Regions from separate parts of the Mus musculus genome. Here regions 1, 2 and 4 are each linked to region 3. Evidence: chromatin contacts called from public HiChIP or PLAC-seq, Micro-C and promoter capture Hi-C data. All regions are on one chromosome and are shown on one strand. The core of a region is the stretch at or near the end of the contact, and the rest is flanking DNA. Distances in the headings are between cores, read along the strand shown. Region 1 overlaps Dera (deoxyribose-phosphate aldolase (putative)). Region 2 has its middle 12 kb from the start of Gm38552. Region 3 holds the start of Dera (deoxyribose-phosphate aldolase (putative)). Region 4 overlaps Gm38552 (a long non-coding RNA gene).

Region 1 (6,102 bases), core at 2,649-5,148, 71 kb after region 3:
TTTTCCTGGGAGTGACAATTGTAAACCAGCCATGACAATAAAGCTTAGTGTGTTTACAAGATTACTCAGCTGATGTCCCTCCCAGGACTCCACTCTAAGGACTTACGAATCGTGTTGAAGTTTCTTGCTCTATGGTAATGCTGCGGGTAGTTGAATGCCTGACTTTGAAGGTTGTTTCGTTGACTATCCCAACAACCAGGGATAGCGTTAAAAACTGTATGCATTGACGTCCCTCATACAGTGATTAGGGAGGAGGCCTGCATTCTGGGTGTCCTATTTGGAATCAGTAGGAAATTTCAGAGAATACGAGATACAGTTTAAAATGTGAGATCAGATAACTATATAGCTCATCACTGTGTGTGCGTCTCCTTTGTCAGATAGTGGATACACCCCAGCTCTTCCTCGGTCCCTCCTTCCTTCCCTCTCTCTTCAGCTGGTTCTCACACTACCTAACTCAGAGTAGCCTCAAACATGCAGTCCTCCTGCCTCAGCCTCCTGAGTGTGAGGATCACAGGGCTGTGTAACCACGTCTGGCTCTGCAGTTAGTTTCCATTGTCTCCTCTTTCGTCCCTGTGACCTCACCGTTTTGTTGTAGTCCACTCGGTGCCTATGGCAGGGCCTTTGTTCTTGTCCCAGATGTCCCCATGGCTCTCCTTCCTCAGCCTCACACAGGAGAGGGCAAGGAGAGGGCGAGACCCTAAAATGGGGGCTGGGGGTGGGTGGGTGGGGACTCCAACATTTTAGTTTGGAAATTCTTTGTAGATTTTCACACCTATTTTCTGGACAACTAACAATATATAACAATAGAGACTATGTACAGAAAAGTTTAAGACCCCAGACATTCACTATTGTGATTCATAGTTCAAAATGCTGAACAAATCACACTGGCTACTTGAGTTAAGTAAAGCTTGTCTGTTTTGAAATTTGCAAACCAGCCACGACAATAAAGCTTAGTGTGTTTACAAGATTCCGCAGCTGATGTCCCTCCTAGGACTTATGCAGCCGACGTTCACTCTTAGGACTTACGCAGCCGACGTCCACTCTAAGGACTTACGCAGCCGACGTCCACTCTAAGGACTTACGCAGCCGACGTCCACTCTAAGGACTTACGCAGCCGACGTCCACTCTTAGGATTTAGGCAGCAGCAGACTTTACTTGCATTGGTCACTCACTAGTTTCCAGTATAGTCACAGTTCTAAAATTTATTTTAAACAAAATATTTTAAATTAAAAGGAACTTCTGGAGTATAAAGCTATCACTGAAAGCCCCCACCCCCATGTGGGGCAGGATACTGAGATTTCATGTTAGCCAGAATGGCTGTGAAGTCAGAGAGGGCCTTCCCATGATGCTCCTGGCTCACTTCCCGAATGCTGGAGCTGCAGGTGTGAGCCTGGCCGGGTGTAGTGCTGCTGATCACCCATGCTAGGCAGTCACTTGACCCTCTGAGCCACGAGCCCATCCAGACTGCTGCTGGTACGGCTCCATCTCCCCACAACACTACTGCCAGTTACCAAGAACAATCTGTTTTGAATCACGCTGTCTTGTATTATTCTTTGTGACCACATCTTCATCTTTATTTGGAGGAGACCAACTTCAAGGCATGTGGTTTCCATGAGCCAAGCACACCCTTGGTGTCTTAGAGACATTTCAAACCCTGACATTGTAGTTGCCTTCTGGTTCCCATTCTGTCTGGCTATGCCTGACTTCTTACGGTGCTGCCTCACTCATACGATGGACTGGACACAGGGGAAAGCACTATCAGTGCTGTGTCTGCAGAGACAGAGACAGACAGAGAGAGAGAGAGAGAGAGAGAGAGAGAGAGAGAGAGAGAGAGAGAGAGAGAGAGAGAGAGAGAGAGAGAGAGAAAAGACCCTCACCTCCCTTTCTTCCGCCCCCTTTCTCTTCTCCTCGACCTTCTCCCTTTCTGCCTGCCATCCAGCCTGCCTGCCTGTCCGTCTGTCCATCTGTCCATCCATCTGTCCATCCATCTGTCTGTCTGTCTGTCTCTCCAGACATTTCCCCTTTTCTCCCACGGGAAGACATTCTATGGATCACGTGCCCACATCTTGGTGGAACGACTGTTCTTAGATTGAAGATTTGCATTCCACTGCTGCGTCCAACTTCCTTCTTTAGACATTTTTCAACCATGAAATTGGATCTTTATCTCTCACCCTAAATTATTTTTAAGCTCATATGGAACAAACGAGTCTAATAGGTTTTAATCTGGTGCCTCATACTTTTATACATCCTGTTTATTTTAAAAAGTATCTCATTGTGGATTGTAAGTGTAAATTAGTGTTAAAAAATCACCATTAAAAAAAAAAAACCTTTCCCACTACCTCTAATGGGTAACTTCTCAGGGAGTCACAGGAAGCACAAAGCTAATGAACAGCGTGCTCAGCGGCTCTTATTGTAGGGTCCATGCGACTTCGCTTAGGGACAGGCGTTCTCCGGCAGTAGTCGAATTTAAACCCTATTTTTCATTAGTAAAGCACACATTGTTAATAACAGCTCCCATTGTGTTCCCCTTTGTGCATTGAAGCACATTTTCCATGGGCACCCAGGCTTTCAGGTCTTACTAGAAACTGCCTGGATCATAAATAAGATTTGTTCAGGAAATAAAAATGTATGTTTTCCCATTGTTAGTTATACTTTAAAAAATAATCACATCTGAAGCTTATTATGCAGCAATAGCCCTAAGATATTATTTTTGTAAATGTACTACTTTGGTCTTAATACTAGTTTTTAATCTCTTCTTGTTTCTATGAAGTCTGAATGAGATTTTGAAAATTGAATAATAATTTGATCCGTTAATCTTTTGAAGCTAGTAATTTTATTTTCCTCCCTTTGCAGTCTCTGAGGCTCGCAAATGAATAGGGCTTCATTACTGCAGTCTGCATTTAATAACCATTATCCATTATCTTGTAATTAAGACTCCCTGTAACGAATCATGAGGACAATGCAAAAATACATAGTACATTTCTTTAATGAACTGGAAAATGTTCGTCTTGTTCTATTTAGTAATGAGTTGCTGAATAGTCATTAAATCCACTGGAGGGTCGAGTTAGATGGATTTTGAAGACTGTCTTGAGTTTGTGGTTAATCTATTAGAATTAAAATTTCATCTTCTATTTTTATCAACAGCTGATTAGAAGTCATTGTCTTTGACCAAATTGATTAGAAGACCATATACAGGGGCAGCTGTTGTTTAATGGAAGTTTTTAATGAAACAGTACCATGGAGACTTGTAATTACAGGCTGCAGGAAAGCTCTGAGTAGCCTTAGACCACAAGAAGAGAGCTGAGCTAAAGGTGCCAAATGAGGAAAATAAGAAATACAGTTTTATGTAAAGCAGTGTATTTATTATTAATTTTAATTTCAGCTACTCACAGTTGAGCACTGGTCCATTGATTGGACCACTCCTGACCGTCTCAGGCCTTTCCCACCTAGTGTTGGCATTAGCTCATGTCATTAAACTTGTGGACCAGCTGTAGGATAGCTTATGCTGATGGGGAGGTATTTTCTCTTAAGGTTCTGGCTCCTAAACTCAGCATGAGGGAGGTCTGGTTGGCCAGATTCATACACGCTCTGAAGTAGAGTTGGCTATGGCTAGGTTTACACTAGCTCTGAGGAAGGGTTGGCTGTGGCTGGGTTTAAACTCACACTGAGGTAGGTTTGGCTGTGACTGGGTTCACACTCACTCTCAAGTGGGTTGGCTGTGGCTGGGTTCACAGTGCTCTGAGGTACAGTTGGCTGTGGCTGGGTTCACACTCACTCTGAGGTAGGGTTGGCTGTGGCTGGGTTTAAACTCACACTGAGGTAGGTTTGGCTGTGGCTGGGTTCACACTCACTCTGAGGTGGGTTGACTGTGGCTGGGTTCACGGTGCTCTGAGGTACAGTTGGCTGTGGCTGGGTTCACACCCATTCTGAGGTGGGTTGGCTGTGACTGGGTTCACATGTGCTCTGAGGAGAGTTGATTGTGTTTAGGGCTTTTGATGATTCTGAAAGCAGCATGTATTTCTCTGAGGTAGTTTTGTTTAGCAAAGGGCAGGAGAAATAATATTAAAACGAGAAATGAAACTAAAGTGTGGCTCCCTAGTCTCACTGGCGAGTCCAGTGTTCTTCGGCAGTGGGAAAGCACTGACAGGATGTATTTTCTAAAATATTCGGTGTAATCAAATCTTGATTTTTTTTTCTTCCTGAAATCTAATGAAAGCCAGTTCCTAAATGCCTGAACTGTATGCTGTGTGATTCTCTGTCATTCTTCTTCCTGATTTCCATGACAGACAGTAAATGCAGCAGCTAAAAACCCTGGAGTCATGTGATCAGACCTCATGCTGCCCTCAGGACAGAAGCCAGATGTTTGCAGGTTCAAAACCCTCTATAGTGATTTAATGTAAGAAACATAACAGAAGCTTTGATGAAACCCTGGGCTTCACATATGCGGAGTTGTCCCTAGGCCAATAGTAGCATCACCTAAAACATACGTTTATATAATCACTGTGTCCCCTAACAGCTTACTTACGTGGAGGCAGTGCCACCTCTGCTTTCAGAGATTATGTCTGATGGCCAGGCTCTCCCACAGACCCTATCTTCCAGTTTCGTCTGTCACAAATGGCGCCCATGCATCGCCCCTGCATCAATCTAGTTGAAGGGATTAATTCAAACTTTGCAGTTCTTTCTGACCATCGTATCTATCTGACATATTCCACAGTATTCCTTGTATATACCATATGCGTTATGCATTCTAATTTCAGTTCACACCTGATGTCTAGGAAGGAAGGACCTAGCATGGCCCTTAATACTTCCAGATCTTGCTTTTCCATGTGACTGTGACAATAGATTGATGGATGCTTCTGAGACTAAAATGTAAAGAGACAGAGTCCTTAGGAAAGACAAAAGCTCCAAAAACGTGGGGAGAACTTCAGAAGTTATAATGCTGGTGTAATTCCAGTATCAGAAAGAGAAAGAGGATAGGGAAAGGGAGGAACTGTATAGAGGGAATATAATGGCTAGAAATGTTCCAAAATTAAGGACAGGCCATAAATCACAGATTTAAGAAAACTAGAGACTGACAAAGAAAATTGTTCCTAGTCATGGCATATACAAATAGGAGAAAATCAAAGGCAGCAGGGAACCTTGAAAAACTAAAGCCAGAGAAAGAAAACATATTACCTACCCAAGCCAAAGGAAATGACCCCACAGACAAAGGAAATGACCTCAACAGACAAAGGAAATGGCCCCAACAGACAAAGGAAATGACCCCAACAGACAAAGGAAATGACCCCAACAGACAAAGGAAATGACCCCAACAGACAAAGGAAATAACCCCAACAGACAAAGGAAATGACCCCCAACAGACAAAGGAAATGACCCCAACAGACAAAGGAAATGACCTCAGCAGACAAAGGAAATGACCCCAACAGACAGGAAATGACCTCAGCACACTTCTCATCAGAAATCAGGTCAGCAATGAGTGAGGGAAAGAAGTTCTTCACAGTGGAGCTCTGTAACAGTGGTGCTGTCCCTCTTCTCTGATCTTGAGCAGAAGCCGAGGGAGGCAGTGCTAGATCATCTTCCTCACAGGAGGTGTTTAAGGAAGGCCTTTAGGGGGAAACTCCAAACTCATGAGCAACAGCAGGACTTTGACAGACAGAAGAAACAATTTAGGACCTCTTTATTAAAAGGCAAAGGCATAGTAGTGTCGTGTTATTTGAAGACGGGCTGGGATGAAGTGAGTATTTACTACTCTGGGGCAGTCTCTAAATAGGATATGAGAGAAGTATCATTGGTATGATGAGAGGAAATGAAATGGAATCATGTAGAATCTTCAAAGAAGTCAGAGAAGACCCAAAAGGGGGTATGAAAATTAAACAAAAATGTAACAGATGGAAGAGATATAACATGGTAGATATTAATCCAACAGAATCAGTGATCATTTTAAATGTTAATGGTCTAAATATATCTATTAAAAGGAGAGTCTTAAACACACACACACACACACACTGAGCTCCTAATGAATGTTTATAAGAAATCCACAATAAAGGCTGGAAGGTTGAAGTGAAGGGCTCCTTCATTGCCAACACTGTACCTTGCTCCTTA
Region 2 (5,785 bases), core at 545-3,044, 89 kb after region 3:
TGGTATCCATCTATAGTCCTAGCACTTGGGGAAGAAGAGGCAAGAGGAAGGTTATCTTTGGCCACATATGGGGTATGATGCCCTCCTGGATTATATGAGACTGTCTCAGAGTGAAGAAAAATGAGACTTCTGTATTCAACTTAGCAAAGGGAAGTTAGGTGAATTGTGAGCCAATTCAGTCCTGAAACATGCCATCAAGGGGGTGTTTCAAGGTGATCTTGTGCCCTGAGTAGATCACCCTTTGATTGGGTTGCTTTATGCTGCCAACCTAAAGAGTCTGCAGTTTAAGACTGGAAATTGAGACCTTACATCAAGATACAGATTGGGATACTGGAACCATGCCTGGGAAGGAATGCTTGTCCTCAACTCTGTGAGTGCATCCTTGAGCCGGTCAAACCCACTGGCCACAGGGCTGTATCCCTGTGCAACCCCAGGAGTGTGGTGTGTTACTCTGGTCTTCATATCCTAGAGTAGGAGTGGGAAAGATGGTAGTGACACCATCCCTTAATCTGTTCACAGTGAACTTGATTCCACTTTGGGCTTTCAAAGCAAGCGTTGGAGCCGAGAATAAACACTTTAGACGTCTTTAGAATCATTACCCTTGAAATCTCCGACGGATTCCAGCAAACAAGCGTGGTGAGACCCAGCTGCACTTCCTTTTACCGAATTGGAATGCTTAGCTTTTGATGATTCAAGTGCAGTCAGGTGCTTAATGCCGAGCCTTATTGTAACAGACGCCATTCTTCAACTTACATTTGGGATAGATAACGTGCTCTAGGGAGGCACACTTCACAGACAGTTGGCTTTTTGTTTGAAGGTTCTGTGTAGGGAACCCCTAGGGCTTATGGAAATGTTAGGTGCTAAGTGTGTTCAAGAGTTTTACGTTTTTTGTCTTTTGCTTTTTAAGCGTGTGCTCTGCCAATACTGTGCATAGCCGGGCATTAGTAACAACAGGATTCTACCCTAGTATATGTGCAGAAAGGGTGCTTATGATATCCCGAGCATTGTACAGAATGTTGGAAGTATAGGAAGGCAGCTAAGAACACTGTTCAAACCACTCCGTAAAACTATAGTCTTGTCTTGGGCACTTGGCTCCAGAACTTCTGCCATGGTGGCAAAGGTTGGCTTCCTCACAGTTATGTTGGATACCGAGTTTCTGGGTCATCATTCCATTTGTTAGGGATCGAATCACCTGCCTGTATCCTGGCAACCCAGGAGTGTGGGGAGGCACATTCTGGCTTCTTGGGGGATAAACTACATTATATTTCTATTGATTATCAACTACAGTGTAGCCCTGCGGTGCTGGGCAGAGGTTTTTGCTTCTGGTGGTAAAGGACTAAGTATCACACAGTTGCATTGGTGTTCGCTGAAGCTGAGCTCTCAGACCTGCCCTCATCTCTTGGCCCTGTGCAGTGAGTTCAAAGAAGTCTTGCGGCATCCTTTGCGAGGGGACTTTAATTAGTGATGTTTACATTTTTATTTCTTATGTTTTTGGTTGTGAGCCTAGCCTTTAACGGCTGAGCCATCTCTCCAGCCCTACATTTTTATTTCTTTACATGACTATCTGTTGGCTTCTAATCAAGAGTAACAATTTTTTTTTCTGCAATTGCTTCCCTCCCGCTCCTCTTGGTGACTCTATGGGTTTTGCATTAAGGTTGTTTGACTTTGAAGGGAGCTTTGGCTAAACGTCATGATTTCCCCTTATCTGAAATGATTTTATCATCTGTTCTTCCAGGTGGCGCTTGAGTCAGCCACTGAGTCTAGCCACTGAGTCAGCCACTGAGTCAGCCACTGAGTCAGCCACTGAGTCAGCCACTGAGTCAGCCACTGAGTCAGCCACTGAGTCTAGCCACTGTCTTGTCTTCTTTTCCTCTGAACCTTTGCTACCATATTTCTGAACTATTAAACCTTTTAAAAACCTTTGGTGATGATGGTGGTGATGATTATGATGATGGGAAGTGTGTGTGTGTGTGTGTGTGTGTGTGTGTGTGTGTGTGTGTGTGTGTGTGTGTGTGATGTGTCTGGGTACCCACATAAGACCAGGAGAGGCCATCAGATCCCTTGGAGCTGGAATTACTAATGAATGTAAGCTACCTGATGTGGGTGCTGATAACTGTGTCTTCTGTAGGAGCAGTGCATGCTCTTAACCACTGAAACATCTCTCCAGCCCATGCAAGTCTTTTTTATCTCTCCCCTTTATTATTCTTTTGTGTAACCATTTGGTCTTCTCTATGTCCGACCCAGTTCCCGAATGATGACATGGAAGCTTATTTTATTTACAGTGCTGATGGCTTTAGCTCAGGCTTGCTCCCCAACTAGCACTTTAGTGATATTAACCCATTTATACAAGTCTACATCAGTGACATGGCTGGTTACTTACCTCTCCTCCGTTACTTATGTCCAGCTACCTCCATGTCTAGGTGAAGACTCTTCCCACCTTGGACTCTTTCCCAGAGTGCCTCTCTCTCTGGAAATCCCGCCTATCTTCTCCTGCTTTGCTATTGGCCTTTCAGCTCTTTGTTGACAGGTGAATGCTCTTACACAGTGCACAAGAGACTATCCCTTGAAGGATTGTCTGCGATGGTCCTAGGCTCTTGTGCACCTGCTATGAGCTCTTGCTCTATGAGTAAGGCAGCTTTATTTGGGTTTTTGTTTTTACCGTCATGTCAACAAATTTGATTTATAATTTTATCTTCTGTATGAAGAAGTCTTTTCTAATGAATATTCTTTTCCCTTCTGTTAGTTTCTTATTTGATTTTCTTGTGGTGGCTTTGCACAGATGCCCATCTTTACAGGCTAGAAGTCTGTGTGTGGAATGCATCTCATCCTAGTAGGAAGTCTTGTGTACAGACATGTTCCTATGATACACAGTTATGTGGTTTTGTGCATCCCTTCCACATTAGCTGTCCCCAGCTGCCAGAGAGCGGCTCATGACTACTTTCTGACTACCCAGCCATTCTCAGTAACTGGCTGCTCCCTGCATATACAAACTTGCTATTTGATTTCCTGGTAGCTTCACCTCTCTCCTTTGATGCTGGACTGATATAGGAAATTTCCCTCTGCCAGCCTTTATAGACCTAGCCAAAGCAGATCTGACTCGTCTTCACGGTGCATGCCGTCTACTGAGATGTGCTGGCTTTCTGGCCATGTAGTTGGAAACTGTGCTGCATTTGAATAGGGGGAGGTTTTATGTGTTCCATGACTAGGATTCCAGTTCACTTTTGAATAGGGAAGCAACAACAACTCCTAAGGCCAAACATTGCTAAGAAAGGGGGGTTGGAAGCTGCCGAGCCTGAATCATCTGTTTATTCAATATCTCACCCTCAGATAAAGCTTATCCTTCCCTCTGAAATGTGGAGGGGAATAATAAATACAACTGATTCTGGGAAGTTGGGAAATGAGTGACAAGATAAATTTCAGGTACTCCCCTGACCACTTTAGAAAAAAAGTAAGGATTTAGCAATAAGAATCTCTTCTAAAAAGTATTTTTTTTGTGTGTGTGTATGTGTGTTTGTATGTGTGTGTGTACGTGTGTGTATGTGTGCTGCTTGTGCATGTGTGTGCGTGTGTATATATGTTTGTGTGCCTGGACATGTATGCTTGTGTGAATGTGTGTGCATGCGTGTGTGAATGTATGCGCTCATGTGTGCATGTGTGTACACGTATGTGTGTACGTGTATGTGGGTTTGTGTGTGTATTAGTGTGTACTCATGTGTGTGTTCACAGGTGTCTGTGTGCATGTGAAGGCCTGAGGTTGCCTTTGAGTAACTTTCTTAGTCTCCCTCCACCTTACTTATTTGCTTATGTATTTAGAGTCTGGGTTTATTTTTTAAAATAAACCTGGAGCTCACTGGCTTGGTTTGACTGGTCCTAACCCCCAGGGATGTTCCCAACCCAGGCTTAGCCAGGGCTAAGATTACAGGCTCACACTGTACTGCTATGCTTAGCTTTTTTTAAAAAAGCAAAACAGAAAACTAGACCTTCTGGGAATTGAACTTGAGACTTCGTGCTTGCACTGCAGCAGTTTGCCAGCCTAGCCATGTCCCCAGCACACAAATAAGCTTCTTTGTATATGTGCACAGGCTCCTTCTCAGGTCCTACCTGCTGGGGCTCCTTGAAGCTCATCTGTCAGCTAGGCAGTGCCAGAAAGGAAGGTTCAAACTCAGAAGGCATTTCTCGGGTCTTGCTCTATAGCAACTGCTTAACACCATTCTCGTCATTCTTATAATAAAACCGTTGGCTTATCTCTTCCTGATTCCGCGTTCATTAGCAAGTATGTTATAAAGCTACAGGAAGCAGGGTGGGGCAGCATCGGGCTGGATGGAGTATTCTTCTTCAGTCAAATGAAGGGATTTCTAAACCACAGGGCAGCAAATCTAGGATCCTGTAGTCCAGTGGAGAGAACGCCCATCAGTAAGGGTACTCTGCGCATGTACAGGCTAAGGCACGTGCTTAAGGGCGTCCATCAGTAAGGGCGCTCTGCGCATGTACAGGCTAAGGCACGTGCTTAGGGGCGCCCATCAGTAAGGGTGCTCTGCGCATGTACAGGCTAAGGCACGTGCTTAGGAATGCCCATCAGTAAGGGCGCTCTGCGCATGTACAGGCTAAGGCACGTGCTTAGGAATGCCCATCAGTAAGGGCGCTCTGCGCATGTACATGCTTAGACACGTGCTTAGCGTGGCTACAGATACAAAGGAGGCCAGGCTTGAAACTGAGCAGTCACAGAATCAGAACTTGGTTGCCAGTAGCAAGCAAGGGAAGCGAGGCTGGTCAAGCCCAGGTCCCAGCTTTGTGCTTTCTTCCTTTATGGGACACCATGTTAGACCCAGGCTCTAGGCAGCTCCTCTCTATTTGTGTGCCTTTTTGGCCTATTCAAATATGCAGTTTGCCATATTTTCATTCTGATAGGAAGATGGGTGGGAGAAATGGTTCACTTGGCCTTCTCCCCACTCCTCCCCACTTGCTGATCTTGCTAGATGAATTGTAATATATAAAAAAAATGTTTGGGGAAACAGTTGTATTCATTAAAGTTATTCATTCGGATGAACCAATAAAAGTATTTTCTGTCTCTCTGCCTCTGCCTCTCTTTCTTTCTCTGTCTCTCTCCCCCAGTGTTGATTCTATGCTTTGAGTGACAGCAAAAGTAATTGTACATTTGAAATCTTTGAAATAAGTTTTAATGCTTTTGGAATGACTTACCAGCTAATGTGCAAAATTCACCCCATTCCATGGTTACCTGTTAGTTTCACTTCCTGAGCTCTGTGGAACTCCTAAATGTTATTAGATTCTGTCTTTTAAACCGCAGTCAGTATCTATCTGGTAGACTGATTATAGCATTTGGCACACCTGTAGCGAGGTTTTGCAAAGACAAGATATTGCAGTTGTGTGAATGCTTGATTTGAACTTTAAAACTTGGGTATGAATATTTGGGATATAATATACTAGAACTTTATCATTATAATAAAATATTGGTTGGTAAGTTCAGTCCATAAATCCTTGCTATTCATATACAGTTTTTAAAAGGTCTTTCCAGTTGAGCATGGTGGCTTATGCTTTTAATCCCAGAATTTAGTAAGTGGAGGCAGGAGGATTGCAAACAGCTGTATCTAGCTCATTCTGACTGCCTACTAAATGCATATTTCTGGTTTACTAGGGCCCGTTTTTGCTTGGTAGCAACTGATAATTTATTGTACCTGCAGTGTATGGTGACTTCTGCTCCCTGAGGTTCATCTGTATGAGTTAGCTGATGCTACAGCAAACCTGTGAGGTCTGTGGATTATGATGC
Region 3 (6,121 bases), core at 2,932-5,431:
GGAGTCCTGGGATAAGGCCATGTTTAGTAGCTGTCTGTTCTCTCCTCCTCACCTCAGCATATTTGAAAAGACCTTGTCATTTCTTCCTTGTACAGAAATGTAGATTTTCTTCTTCTCTTTATTAAATTGACTATGATTTTATCTTTTAAATGCAGAAGAAATTGCTTCAGAGAATTCAGATTCCATCTATTCATCAACTCCTGAAGTTAAGGCCTGAGCATCAGACGTGTGCTGCCGAAACCATATGTTCATGGACTAAACAAGCAGAGACAAGCATCCGCCTTCAGAGTTACTGTCTGCCTGAGGCAAAGAGGGCAGAAAATATTGGGGCATATGAGTTAGCTCCAGTGCACGAACAGCTACTCAGTGTTGCCCGTGAGTGAAAATGGCTGAGTGTCTGAGGTGCAGGCAGGAGGATTGTGCTCACATAGTGCCATAGCCTGCTGTTTGGAATGAAAAGCCAACTTACAATCTCCATTTTACACCTAAATTTCTTTTAGCTGTTTATGTTATGAAGAAGAAAAATATATTGGCCTATTTTTCTGACTTTCCCTTAAAGAAGAATGCCTTTTTGTCCTTGCCTAGTGATGAAGAGGAGGAAATACATGATAAAGTAACCGGTTTGATCTCTTTCATTGTACAAGGACTGCTTCAGAACAGCTCATATTTTTAGTTATCTAAATAAAATGCCTCTAAAATAATAATTTTTCTCTTTTTTTGGAAATTCTGATACATTTGAATACTAAAACTAACTATTCAAAGTTTTCTATATCATACACAGCCAGCCAGAGCAAAGACAGTTTGGTTATAGAGTCTGAACTAAACATTTCCTAAATTTGAAATTGAATTATTTAAACTTGAAATTTTCATATCTTTTGTTGTGTGTTCATTTATTTCCTTCTGGATGGATACAATTGCTTCTCTTGTCTCTTTAAACATGCATGTTAGTTACTAAAACAGAAAAACACTTAGGAAGAGCAAGTAAACAAGTTGAAATCTCAGTTCTGAAAATATTCTGAAAAACTGCTGTACGTAGTCTAACATCTGCTCGGTTGTACAAATAACCACATGATTTAATGAAACTGGGTTAATCATTAATTTTCAGTATTTATGATATACCAAACTTTCTCATATTTAAACTTGGGTCATTCAAAAAGTCAACCTTTAATAAATTGGATAATAAATTTGTAGTTTATTTACTTATTTTACAATGTGAAGAGATTAAGTTAGTAATTTGGAAATACAGATGAACAGCTTGTATTAATTTGCTTTCTGGTAATTTATCTTCTGAGTGGCCTTTAGTACTTTGATCAGAAAAGTCTCGACTAGTTTGTGACTAGAAGTTGGCGGCACTACAGGCGGTTCCTGGGAGAGCCAGGGAAGCCCGTCACAGGCATTGATGAGCCTCAGGCAGTGGTGTTCCCCTGTCCATGTTTAACATGCTTGGTTTTCTGCTCTGTAGCAGTATTGTTCATGTATCAAGATTAGACTGAGAGTCTGACCCTAAATAAAATTGAGTGCATCTTTTGTAATGGAAGTCGCTTGGATTCCTGAAGTTGATAAATTAAGGGCATTTCTTATTTTGTGCCATTGCTTTCCTATTGCTGCAGCACGTTTGTAGCCTGAACCAGCATGCTTGGTAACAGATCGCAGTGTCCTGAGGCTGAAACAAGGCTCACTTGAGCAAAGTCCAGGTGCTGGCCAAGCTATTCTGTTCTGAGTCACCAGGAGAAACCTCTGCCCTCATGCTAGAAGCCTTTCCTCAGCTAAACCTGTTCTCAGCTTCCTTAGTGACTGACGCTACCTTAAATTCAGGTGCTCACATGAAAAGGCATGGATGACCCCACGTGTGTGTTTGATTCCTACACGTGGCTGTGTGCTTTTCCTGGAAGCTCCCTTCTGTTAATCCTTCCTTGTGCTGCCCATGGTTCTTGGATGTTGCTGTCTCCCACCTCCCGCCTTTGCCTGGTTCTCAGCCTTGCAATCTACACTGTAGGAAAGGCTTTAGAATATGAACCAGGAGGTTGGGACACTTGTGGGTGCTGGTAGATAATTCTTTGACAGTGTGCCAATTTTCTCATAGCCTGCTGAAACTTTCAGTGGGGCTGAAACTTCCAAGTAAAGTGGGGACTGGCGAGTCAGCCTAGTCAGTGAAGGGTGTGCTGTGCATGTTCCAGCATCCGAGTTTGCTTTCCCAGCAGCCACGTGTAAAGTCAGACATGGTAGTGCATATGTGTGCACTTAATGAACATGGCCAGGCCACACGAGATAGCTACATATTAGGTAGGATTGCTTGGTCATTGTGACTAGGTTAATTCTATAGGTTTCTCCATTGAGACATGAATATTTTGGCTATGCGTGATGTTGGCGTTCTTGGTGATCTAGATGGTTTCAGATAAGCTCCAGGTTTTTAGTGCTTGCTCCAAGTTTTGCAAGGTTAAGTGAAAATAACAGTGGCATTATGAATATGGCCTAGACATACATCCAAAATATTTAGAAGTAGCTGTGTGTGGACCAGACTAGATGGCAGCTCAGTAGGGAAATAAGCAGGTTTCTATCTAGCAGAGTAATTGTGTATCTGACACCACATTAATAACTTACATTTATCATGGCCTCAGGTATTTACAAACTACAACTTTGCATACAAACCTATTTTGATCACCCAGTTTTGCAGTAAGTAGACTTATGTCCTAGAACCTTCTAGTCACTAAGAATTGAATTACAAATAGTTTGAGCTCATTAGAGACCTGTTTACCAGATTGCTGCTTAATTCTCAAAATTTGAGTCTCTGGGTATATGTACATCTCTGGCAGGACTTTCCTGAGATGAAAGAACTAGAGCAATTGATTCACTAGAGAAACTTGTAGTTCAGACAAACTTGTAGCTCAGCAGAGATGGTCCATGTGAGTACAGATACAGTGGCTCACCCCCTAGACTGTGAACCTGGAGTAATTCAGAGAAACCAGGCTGAGAAAAATCATCACTGAATCTCAACTTTAGAAAGCAAAGAAATTGTCGCGATCCTTTCTTACAGATAAGGAAAATGAAGTTCACAAAGGCCAGTAGTGTGTCCTAGGTTACATGCTCAATTATTCACAGAACTAAGGCCAGTAGTGTGTCCTAGGTTACATACTCAATTATTCACAGAACTAAGTTAAAAAAATTCTTTTCAGGCCTGAAGAGGGAACTGAGCAGTTGAGAGTGCTTGCGCTTCTTAACACTTAAGTATGGTTCCCAGCTCCTGACTAACTCTTGGTCCAGAGTGGCCTGGCCTGGCCTTTGCACATACCTGAACACATGTGCTATGCACACATATGTGTGTAGACACAAAAATGAAAATACTATATTTTCTAAATGAAAGAAGCTGGACCTTTTATTGAATGTAGCATCTGCCTGTAATCCCAGCAATGGGGATCTGGGGTCTGGGGCAGGAGATTCAACACAGCAACCTCTTGTCCAACCGTGATTACAAAGCAAACTGTCTTAAAAACAAAACGAAAGGGCTGGAGAGATGCTCAGCGGTAAGAGCACTGACTGCTCTTCCAGAAATCCTACGTTCAATTCTCAGCAACCACATGGTGGCTCACAACCATCTGTAATGGCGATCTAATGCCCTCTTTTGGTGTGTCTGAAGACAGCTACAGTGTACTCATATACATAAAATAAATCTTAAAAAAAAAAAAAACAAAAATAAGAAACCGAGTCTTCCTAAGCTTATGTCCTAGCTGCTCTTTCACTGAGTCCAGACTAGAAATTACAGCGCGTTCTAGCTCCTAGACTACCTTGGCTGTCCCCTGAGGGCTCTGGAACACTACCCACAATTCGGGTCCAAGACTACATTGCTCCGCTCATGCAAGAAAGAATCCAGTCCTGCCACTCACATGATCCTACAGCTAAAGTTCCTAAGTCTGATTCTGTCTAGTTCAATTGGCCATGTAAGCATTTAAAAATGGTCTGGGAGACTTCTGGAGCTGGGGAATGCTCAAGTCACAGGCCTGACCTGGAAAGACAGGGAACAGGTAGGGTGATGACCTGGCTGGGCTCCAAGCCCAGGAGCTGGAGAAAAGTTTAAGTGGTACAGGACCGAAGAGGCGTGGCTTTGGTAGGGCGTTGCAAAAGGGGCGTGGCTCTGGGCGGGGACTTGACAGGAAGGAGGAAGGCCAGGCCCGTGTGGCGACCTGGAGCAAGGGTTGGCTTTCAGCGGTGGCCACAATGGCTGCTCACTGCCGGGGCACAGAGCTCGGTAAGGGCCAGCGGGTTGCGCTCCCCTTCGCCAGGTTGGGGGTGGGGGTGCCCAGGGCGATCCCCGGAGGGCGGAGACCTGAACTGAGGCAGAACTCGGGGACAGCCCTGTCGCCAGGCTCTATGCAGTCTTAACCCTTTAAGCGGAAGCAAGGAAGGGTTAATTAGATCTTTGCACTATGTAGCTCTGTGGTCGCAGTAAACCAACCCGAGTGAAAAGCCTGCCGGGTACTTGTGTGCCATTCATTTACTGCCGGACTCACGTAGCCATTCCCAAAGTTGGCTGTGCTGGTGGTCATCGCCGTCTGCTAAAAATGATTTTAAATGCTTAGACAAAATGTTCTTTTTAAAACTATTTTTCACCTTATTGATACTAGTTCAGATATTTCTGGGAAAAAAAATTAAAAGTCTGTAATTCAAACGTAGCAAAAACGTGACTGAGCCAAATGTCAATGACTTAACTTTGCATAATAGATTGTTTGCTTTGTATCCTGGACCCTCTTAGGTGTGTGATTTTGGGTAAATTACTCACTCTGTGCTTATATACCGGCATCTGTAAAGTAGTTATTTATTAGGAAGCTACTTCTGTCTGAAGGTGGTTTGGATAGTGTGAGGAGGGGATACTTGGAGCCGCTGGTATATTTCTCTGCACTTAGTGTTGAATAAGCAACGATAATGAGCGCACTAAGTTCTTTTCATAGGGACTGATTTTGAGTGGCTGTGAGTGATACACAGGGTTACTCTTTTCAGAAGGGACTTGCCAGTCTAGACTTTAGAAGTGTTTAGAATTGCATGCTTGACAGGTAGTCTCTGTACCAGGTTAATGGCACTTTAGTCCCTCTCTCCAACAGAGCCTTACACTTTATCCCTGCAGTGTAAACTTTAGCAGTGACCCTGGAAGATGGACTAAGGGCTGAAGATGAAGCTAGTCTGCATCTTTGTACAAGGTCGAGGATGTAACATAATTCCCCCCCCCCCCCAACAGCTCTTTTAAAGTTTCAAATTTTCCTTTCAGGAGATGCAATTAAGCCAATTTTACTCCCCCCCCCCCCCCCCGCCCCCAGCCCCTAGGTTTCTCTGTGTAGCTCTACACTGTCCTGGAACTCACTCTATAGACCAGGCTGGCCTGGAACTCAGAAATCCACCTGCCTCTGCCTCCCAAGTGCTGGGATTAAAGGCGTACGCCACCACTGTCCGGCCATTTTTACTTTCTTAAAGTGTAAGTCCTGGGCTGGGTGCTATTGCACACACCTGTAACCCCAGCATCAGTTGTGTGTCAGGTTAGCCTGGACTATATAGAAAGAGCTTTCTTAAAAAGCCATCAAAACACTACCTTTCCCGTGTTGCAAAGTAACAGTGTAGACATTAACAGCTGCTATTTAGAGTAATAGTTAATGTGCACTCACACCTCCATGTATAGATTATATTTTCCTTACTGTTCTTGTTATAATCACATAGATTGCAAGAGTTTTTGTGTGCTGTGGTATTAATCCTTAGGCGTGACACAGCTGTAATCTAATCTGCTAAAGTAAATCACGTGAATTATATATGTACTATGAAAAAAATTGTTCTGTATTAATTTCAACATTGCTTTAATTGATGAGTTTTGTGGTTTTTTGCTGATTAAAGACATCTTAATGTTTTTAATGAGTACTACTTTTTAAAAAGAAATTAGCGTTATTTAAACACATTTGTATTAAAAAATTTTTAGGAAAATGCAGTTATCACCAGGGAGATTGTAGAATTCATTAGTCATTGTTATTTACAATTTTTTTCATTTTATTTTTATTTTATGTGTGAGATTTTGCCTGTACACGGTCTGTTTACCATTACACGTGCAATGCCTGTTGAGGCCAGAAGAGGGCATCCAATCCCCTGG
Region 4 (5,702 bases), core at 2,068-4,567, 120 kb after region 3:
TATCTATCTATCTATCTATCTATCTATCTATCTATCTATCTATCTATCTATCTATCTATCTATCATAAGCCACCATGCAGGTACTGGGAACTGAATTTGGCCCCCTGTAAGAATACAAGTGCTCCGAACTGCTAAGCCATCCTTCCCGCCTCTCTCTGCCCCAAACTCCTAAGTAATGAGTTTTTATGAAGCTTGGGGCAGCGATTCAAACAGCAATTTTGAAATCAAAATATAGCACAGTACCATCGAAATATATGCTAATTTGATACTTACATGCTGAGGAATGACAGTAGGAAAATAGTAGAAGTCTTTGTTTTCTGTAATTAAACCATTATGTTTTCATAAGAGCAGAGAGCTTTCCAGGTACAATAAAGATGCTCCCCTTGTGGCTGAGCTTCAATGCGTGTCAGGCCGCCTTTGTTGGCGTTTCCTGGTGGAGGGGGATCAGCATGCACAGTAGAGTGCGCATGTCACGTGGTTAGAGTTGAAGCATCAGTGACGTTCCATGATACATGCATAAGCATGTACATGTCCATGATACATGTACATGTCCATGATACATGCATAAGCACCGTCGGAGAGTCCAGACTCATGACATGCTTGACTCGGGGTTCGGAAACTCGGGGTTCACTATTGCCTCTTTCCCCTGCTCCCCAAGAGTCTGTCATGTGACCTCATACAGTCTACAGAAGTTTTGTAGAGGACTGTATGGAACTAAGTTGATGGCAGCACCATTAATCTTTTCTTAGGTTGGTGACTTTATGATACAACCACCTCCCAGGAGATCCTGTCACTCAAAGTTCCCACCACCTCAGCACTAACTCATTGGAGAACAAGACTTTTGTCTAGGAAGCCTTGGAGTACAAACGCATTTTAACCAGAGCCCAGAACAAATGGACTGAGCAAACGAGCCACCTCTCAAGATGGAGTTGAATTAAATAGAGTATAACTTACAGGCAAATGATAGAGAACGAAAAATATTATCATTAAGAAAAATGAGTTAAAAGTGTTTATTTCTTCTACTTTCATATATGTATGTATGTATATGTATGTATGTAGTGTGCATGTGTATATATGTATATGCTTTGTGCATGTATGTGCTCACATGTAGAAACTCAAGAAGTCGATGGAAGAATCATCCTCCATTGCTCTCTACTTTATTCATTGAGACAGGGTCCCTCAATCAAACCCAGAGCTCACCAACATGGCTAGTCTCATCAATCAGGTGGCTTTGGGCATTCATGTCTTTTCCTGGAGTTAGAATTACAGAGGAACCACTCGACCCACTCAGCACTTAATGGGTTCTGGGAATCTAAATTCGGGTTTTCATGCATGCCTGGCAACCACTTGAACCACTTTATTTATTTATTTTTTAAAATTTCTTTTTTTTATTAGATATTTTCTTTATTTACATTTCAAATGTTATCCCAAAAGTTCCCTATACCCCTCCCTCAACCCCCCGCCCTGCTCCCCTACCCACCCACTCCCACTTCTTGGCCATGGAGTTCCCCTGTACTGGGGCATATAAAGTTTGCAAGACTAAGGGGCCTCTCTTCCCAATGATGGCTGACTAGGCCATCTTCTGCTACATATGCAGCCAGAGACATGAGCTCTGGGGGTACTGTTGAGTTCATATTGTTGTTCAACCTATAGAATTGCAGACCCCTTCAGCTCCTTGGGTACTTTCTCTAGCTCCTCCATTGGGGGCCCTGTGTTCCATCCTATAGATGACTGTGAGCATCCACTTCTGTATTTGCCAGGCACTGGCATAGCCTCACAAGAGACAGCTATATCAGGGTCCTTTCAGCAAAATCTTGCTGGCATATGCAATAGTGCACTTGAACCACTTTAATCCCAGAAAAATGTTTAAAAGACTTTATTTGATAAGGGTCATAATTTAGTTGGAAGAGTGTGTAGTGAACAGTGTTATTTTAAAATTTATATACTTTTTAAATCTTTTTGTGCATTTATTTGAGTACACATACACTATACTTTTCCTATAAAGGTAGTTGTTTTTCTCATTTTATCATGTGTGTGTGTTGGGGGGGGGGGTTCCAGGGACTGAGCTCAGCTCATAAGGCATGGGAACAGACATTTCCACCTGCTGAAACATCTCACTGGTTCTATACATTGATACAGCCCTGGTATTTTAATTAGACAAAATGGACAACTTTTGTTTGACTCTCAAAGTCTTCATGGACTTTTGTGTCAAAGGAGAAAACGTGTAGTGCCCAGCAACTGAGTTTCTCTGTCCCCATGGGTCCCTCGTGTGATTAAGAACTTAGATCCCAGCCCCTGCTGCAGGGAAGTTCCGCTATCTGATGGGAACACAGAGTGAAGGCAAATTGGAAGCATGACCATGCTCCAACCACAGAGTGCCTGCTTCTGCTTCCACCATGACATGAGCACAGGGAAGAAACACCACCATGGGGCACTGATCAACATGGAAATAATGTGCTAATACGCCAGGCCATGTGGCTCGGTCCTCACCTCATTTCAGTTCAGAGATTTCATTGTAAAGTCATGTGCAAGCATGAACAAATGGGTAGTTTGGCCACAGTTAATGGATTTGAAATCATTATTAATTTTTAGCCCTATAAAAACATTGATTTAGAGGAACCTTTATAACATTGAAAGTGCATTGTATTTAGGAGTAATTAGCATCCTCTAATTAGGAAGAATTACCAAGTGCTTTTCTCTCTTGGCTCTGCGGAAGCTAGCGCAGCTGCATGCAATTTAATCACAAAGGAAACAGCTTGTGTTTTATGTTGAATCTGCCTTTAATGGATTAAAAAATATTCTTTGGTATCCTATTTTATAATTAAAAGATACATTTGAGTCACCAGTGTTAGAAAACGTGATTAGCCCAAATGCCATTAACCCTATGGGTCAGACCTTTCTCCTAGATGCACGCACACATACATACATACTCATGCATGCACACACAGACACACACAGACACACACAGACACACACACACACACACACACACACACACACACACACACACACACACACACACACACACGGTGGGAGCATAGGAAGTTGATCTGTCTGTCCATATGCTCATGAAGCTGTGTGTCTTAATACTGACTCCGCTATTTTTATTCCTCCATACGACTCCCATATTTTCATGTGCACTTAGGCTCAATGATGCTCTTTGCTAACCAGAGAGGCGTGTAGGCAATTGCTGGGTATGAAGATGCTGACATTTTCTGAATTTCGAATGACAAATGACATGCTCCTGTCAGCTGACTATAACGCAGCAACATATGGTGCTTCTGATGGTGGGTGTTATTTCAAAGTTTGCAAATCACACCATGAGAGAGTCCCTCTGCTGGGCTCCTGGAATACTTAGCAACTGTGAATCTGAAATGACAGTACAGAGAAAGCACTAAAAAGAAAAAGAAAAAAAAACAAACTCCCTCCACCTTGTTGACAAGAAGGCGGTAGAACTCCGAATGAGTGAACGCTTCATTGATTCTCACAGGTGGAGGGGTTGCGATGTCAATCTATTGAGAGAGGAAGCCTTGTGCTTTCCTTTTAGAAAAACTAGGAAATGGTCTAATTTCTTACATTAGCCTACAAATTATCACATTTCAGGGAAAGCATAAAAAAAAAATCCAGGGACTGACAATTAGAATAATTGTTAACTATGGTACAGAAAAGCTTGGGAATGGAGTCTTGTTATTTCAGGGTGTAGAGAAAGTTGACAAAAAGTGTGTTCATCCCCCATTTGAAAGATAACATCAAAGACTTGGAAAGAGAGTATCCCCTTTACTTTTCGAAGGCTTGGAAAGAAAGTATCTATCCGCTGTTGCAACCAGCCCAGTTTACCTAAAACAACCCTGTCCCGCTCTTTCCACCGGGTGCTTAGTTTCTTTAATAGTGTCCACATTCGAAGCATTTCCAGCACGGCAGAGTAACCCATCAGAAATGCAACAGAATTAACTCGCTGTCTGCTTCCATTTCAGCAATTTCACACAAAGCCCTCCCTAGACCACGGCCCAGGGCTCCTGCTTCTGTCTGCTCCTCCTGAGAATCCAAGCCCTTCCAGTGTTCCTTATCACAAACGAGACTGATTTATGCATAAAGAGTACACAGAAACTACCAGTGAGCAAGGATGGCATCTATTTCCCTCAGTTAAGCAACCCGTTTCATTGACCTTCCTCGATGCTTTCAGTAACTTTACCCCCAAATCAATGAATTCTGAGATTTTTTTTTTCATTCAAGAAATGGAAATTGTCCAGTAGCCTGAGGAACCCTGGGACGGATGCCTTTAGATAGTCTAGGTTCTTAACTTCACCGGTGTTAGGGGTAGGTCCAGGTGATGGCCGCAAACAGCAACAATCTAAGAAGAATGTCTGAATCAAATCACACGTTCACTCACTCGTCTGTCTTGCTTTTGAGTCATTAGAAAAGGAACGCTTTTCCTCAGCATACAATTAACCTGTTCAGAGCAACTGAACAAGAGAGGCTTGTGTGTGTGATTGCTATTGTTTATGTCTTTAAAAAAGTAATTCAAACAGGAAGTGACGGCGAGCCATAGTGTCGTGCTGCGAAGAGGCTGCCTATACAGACTGGTTATTTGGGGCCGAGCAGAGCAACAATGGTTGCATGCCAGGTACCCCTCACCATGATCTCAGGACTCAAAGCAATTCCCCAGCTTGTCTTTGCACAAATACGAAACAGGCATTTCTTCTGTGTGCATGTCTTAGGGGGAAAAAAAGGCATTTTGTATCTGTACGGACCCAATTATCAGTTTGTTGATTCTAAGCGGCACACAAATCTACTCTCTCTTCTCACTGAATGACGCATGCCTCGCCGAATGGCACTAGCCTGACCTTGTCAATAGAGGGCGCCGAAGGAACAACGTGTCTCTTCTGGATCAGCTTCAGTTAAGTTGGTATTTGTGGAACCTCCCTCTTGGACTCTTCTTCCAGCTCTGCAAATGCTAGTTTGAGACAGCTGTGGCCTTGCTGTCCCTCAGCAAACGTCTCTGACATTCAGTAAACCCCATCATGTGCTGTCCCTCAGGCCTGGTAGTCAGGATTATTTGCACACATGTATTATTTATTTAGGTGCTTTGCTTCTATCCTATACGAAGCTGAGGCTTTCTGAATCTGTTATTGCTGTATAGCTTAGAGATTCCAGATATTCCTATCTTCCATTGTGGTTAAACACTTTTACACTTGATCTTAGACAAAAGGCCAAGAAGTGATGTGTTAAACACTTTTAATACATAATATTCTTATTAATTCTTGATAACTGCAGATAATGTACTTTGATCGTATCTTCACTCTTCTCCCTAACTCCTTTCAGATCTGCCCCCACCCTGTTCATCTCCGTGTCCTTTTTATTATTACTATTTTTAAAATAACCCACTGGCACAGTTTATGCTGGCCATAATCTCCTTGGATTGGGCATCCATGGTCAACTTATCAGGGCCACAACCTCATTAAGAAGTGACTCTTCTTTCCCCCAGACTGTCAACTGTCCTCAGCTACGTATGGCAGCTCATGATCCCTCCCTCTCCCCATCCAAACTGGAACACTTACTGGCTTGATCTTGTGCAGATCTTGTACAGACAACTGAAGTATAATTTCTGGTTTCCTTGGAGGCTCAGTTGTCATGTAATTTTTTTTTTTTTTCTGGAAGCTGGGTAATGAGAGGATGTTTTCCTGAAGCAGATACATGAGAGG

Evidence for each region. Promoter capture Hi-C pulls out the DNA fragments that hold promoters and counts their contacts. A called contact is a pair of places that touch in the nucleus more often than the background predicts. HiChIP or PLAC-seq counts read pairs in DNA pulled down with a chosen protein or histone mark.
Region 1: an H3K4me3 HiChIP or PLAC-seq map of bone marrow-derived macrophages shows a contact between it and region 3, with 2.6 times the contacts expected there. The contact joins the enhancer-like site here to the promoter of Dera in region 3. A contact is called at or near these places in 6 of 484 Hi-C or Micro-C datasets (embryonic stem cells, liver and nephron progenitors), 2 of 115 datasets of contacts at active chromatin or transcription factors (bone marrow-derived macrophages and embryonic stem cells) and 3 of 9 other capture datasets (adipose tissue, embryonic stem cells and pancreatic islet).
Region 2: a contact with region 3 is called in a Micro-C map of trophoblast stem cells, with 5 times the contacts expected there. The contact joins the enhancer-like site here to the promoter of Dera in region 3. A contact is called at or near these places in 9 of 39 promoter capture datasets (embryonic stem cells, liver, stem cell-derived epiblast-like cells and 1 more), 1 of 15 datasets of contacts at CTCF or cohesin (embryonic stem cells), 19 of 484 Hi-C or Micro-C datasets (ECoMG myeloid progenitors, embryonic stem cells, liver and 4 more), 4 of 115 datasets of contacts at active chromatin or transcription factors (embryonic stem cells, intestinal crypt epithelium and intestinal villus epithelium) and 2 of 9 other capture datasets (adipose tissue and embryonic stem cells).
Region 4: a promoter capture Hi-C map of hippocampal neurons shows a contact between it and region 3, with 3 times the contacts expected there. The contact joins the enhancer-like site here to the promoter of Dera in region 3. A contact is called at or near these places in 1 of 39 promoter capture datasets (hippocampal neurons), 3 of 484 Hi-C or Micro-C datasets (cerebral cortex, liver and trophoblast stem cells), 2 of 115 datasets of contacts at active chromatin or transcription factors (bone marrow-derived macrophages and embryonic stem cells) and 2 of 9 other capture datasets (adipose tissue and pancreatic islet).

Annotation. Positions count from the first base shown.
Region 1 is chr6:137,821,338-137,827,439 of GRCm38.p6, forward strand. All of the region lies in intron 6 of Dera (deoxyribose-phosphate aldolase (putative)), which reads left to right. Among named protein-coding and RNA genes, the nearest start is that of Gm38552, 32 kb to the right of the region's middle. Within about 2 kb of position 3,899, at least 29 of the 459 cell types and tissues checked have an H3K27ac peak or open chromatin away from gene starts, as enhancers often do. A contact at or near this core is called in bone marrow-derived macrophages, where this site is marked.
Region 2 is chr6:137,841,782-137,847,566 of GRCm38.p6, forward strand. No RefSeq gene overlaps it. Among named protein-coding and RNA genes, the nearest start is that of Gm38552, 12 kb to the right of the region's middle. Within about 2 kb of position 1,795, at least 14 of the 459 cell types and tissues checked have an H3K27ac peak or open chromatin away from gene starts, as enhancers often do. A contact at or near this core is called in trophoblast stem cells, where this site is marked.
Region 3 is chr6:137,750,396-137,756,516 of GRCm38.p6, forward strand. It overlaps Dera (deoxyribose-phosphate aldolase (putative)), which reads left to right and starts at 4,182. Exons shown (of 9, transcript NM_172733.1): 1 at 4,182-4,243. The coding sequence starts at 4,213. It overlaps Strap (serine/threonine kinase receptor associated protein), which reads left to right. Exons shown (of 10, transcript NM_011499.3): 10 at 156-1,535. The coding sequence ends at 217.
Region 4 is chr6:137,867,669-137,873,370 of GRCm38.p6, forward strand. Gm38552 (a long non-coding RNA gene) reads left to right here. Exons shown (of 3, transcript XR_869527.1): 3 at 750-974. Among named protein-coding and RNA genes, the nearest start is that of Gm38552, 14 kb to the left of the region's middle. Within about 2 kb of position 3,318, at least 16 of the 459 cell types and tissues checked have an H3K27ac peak or open chromatin away from gene starts, as enhancers often do. A contact at or near this core is called in hippocampal neurons, where this site is marked.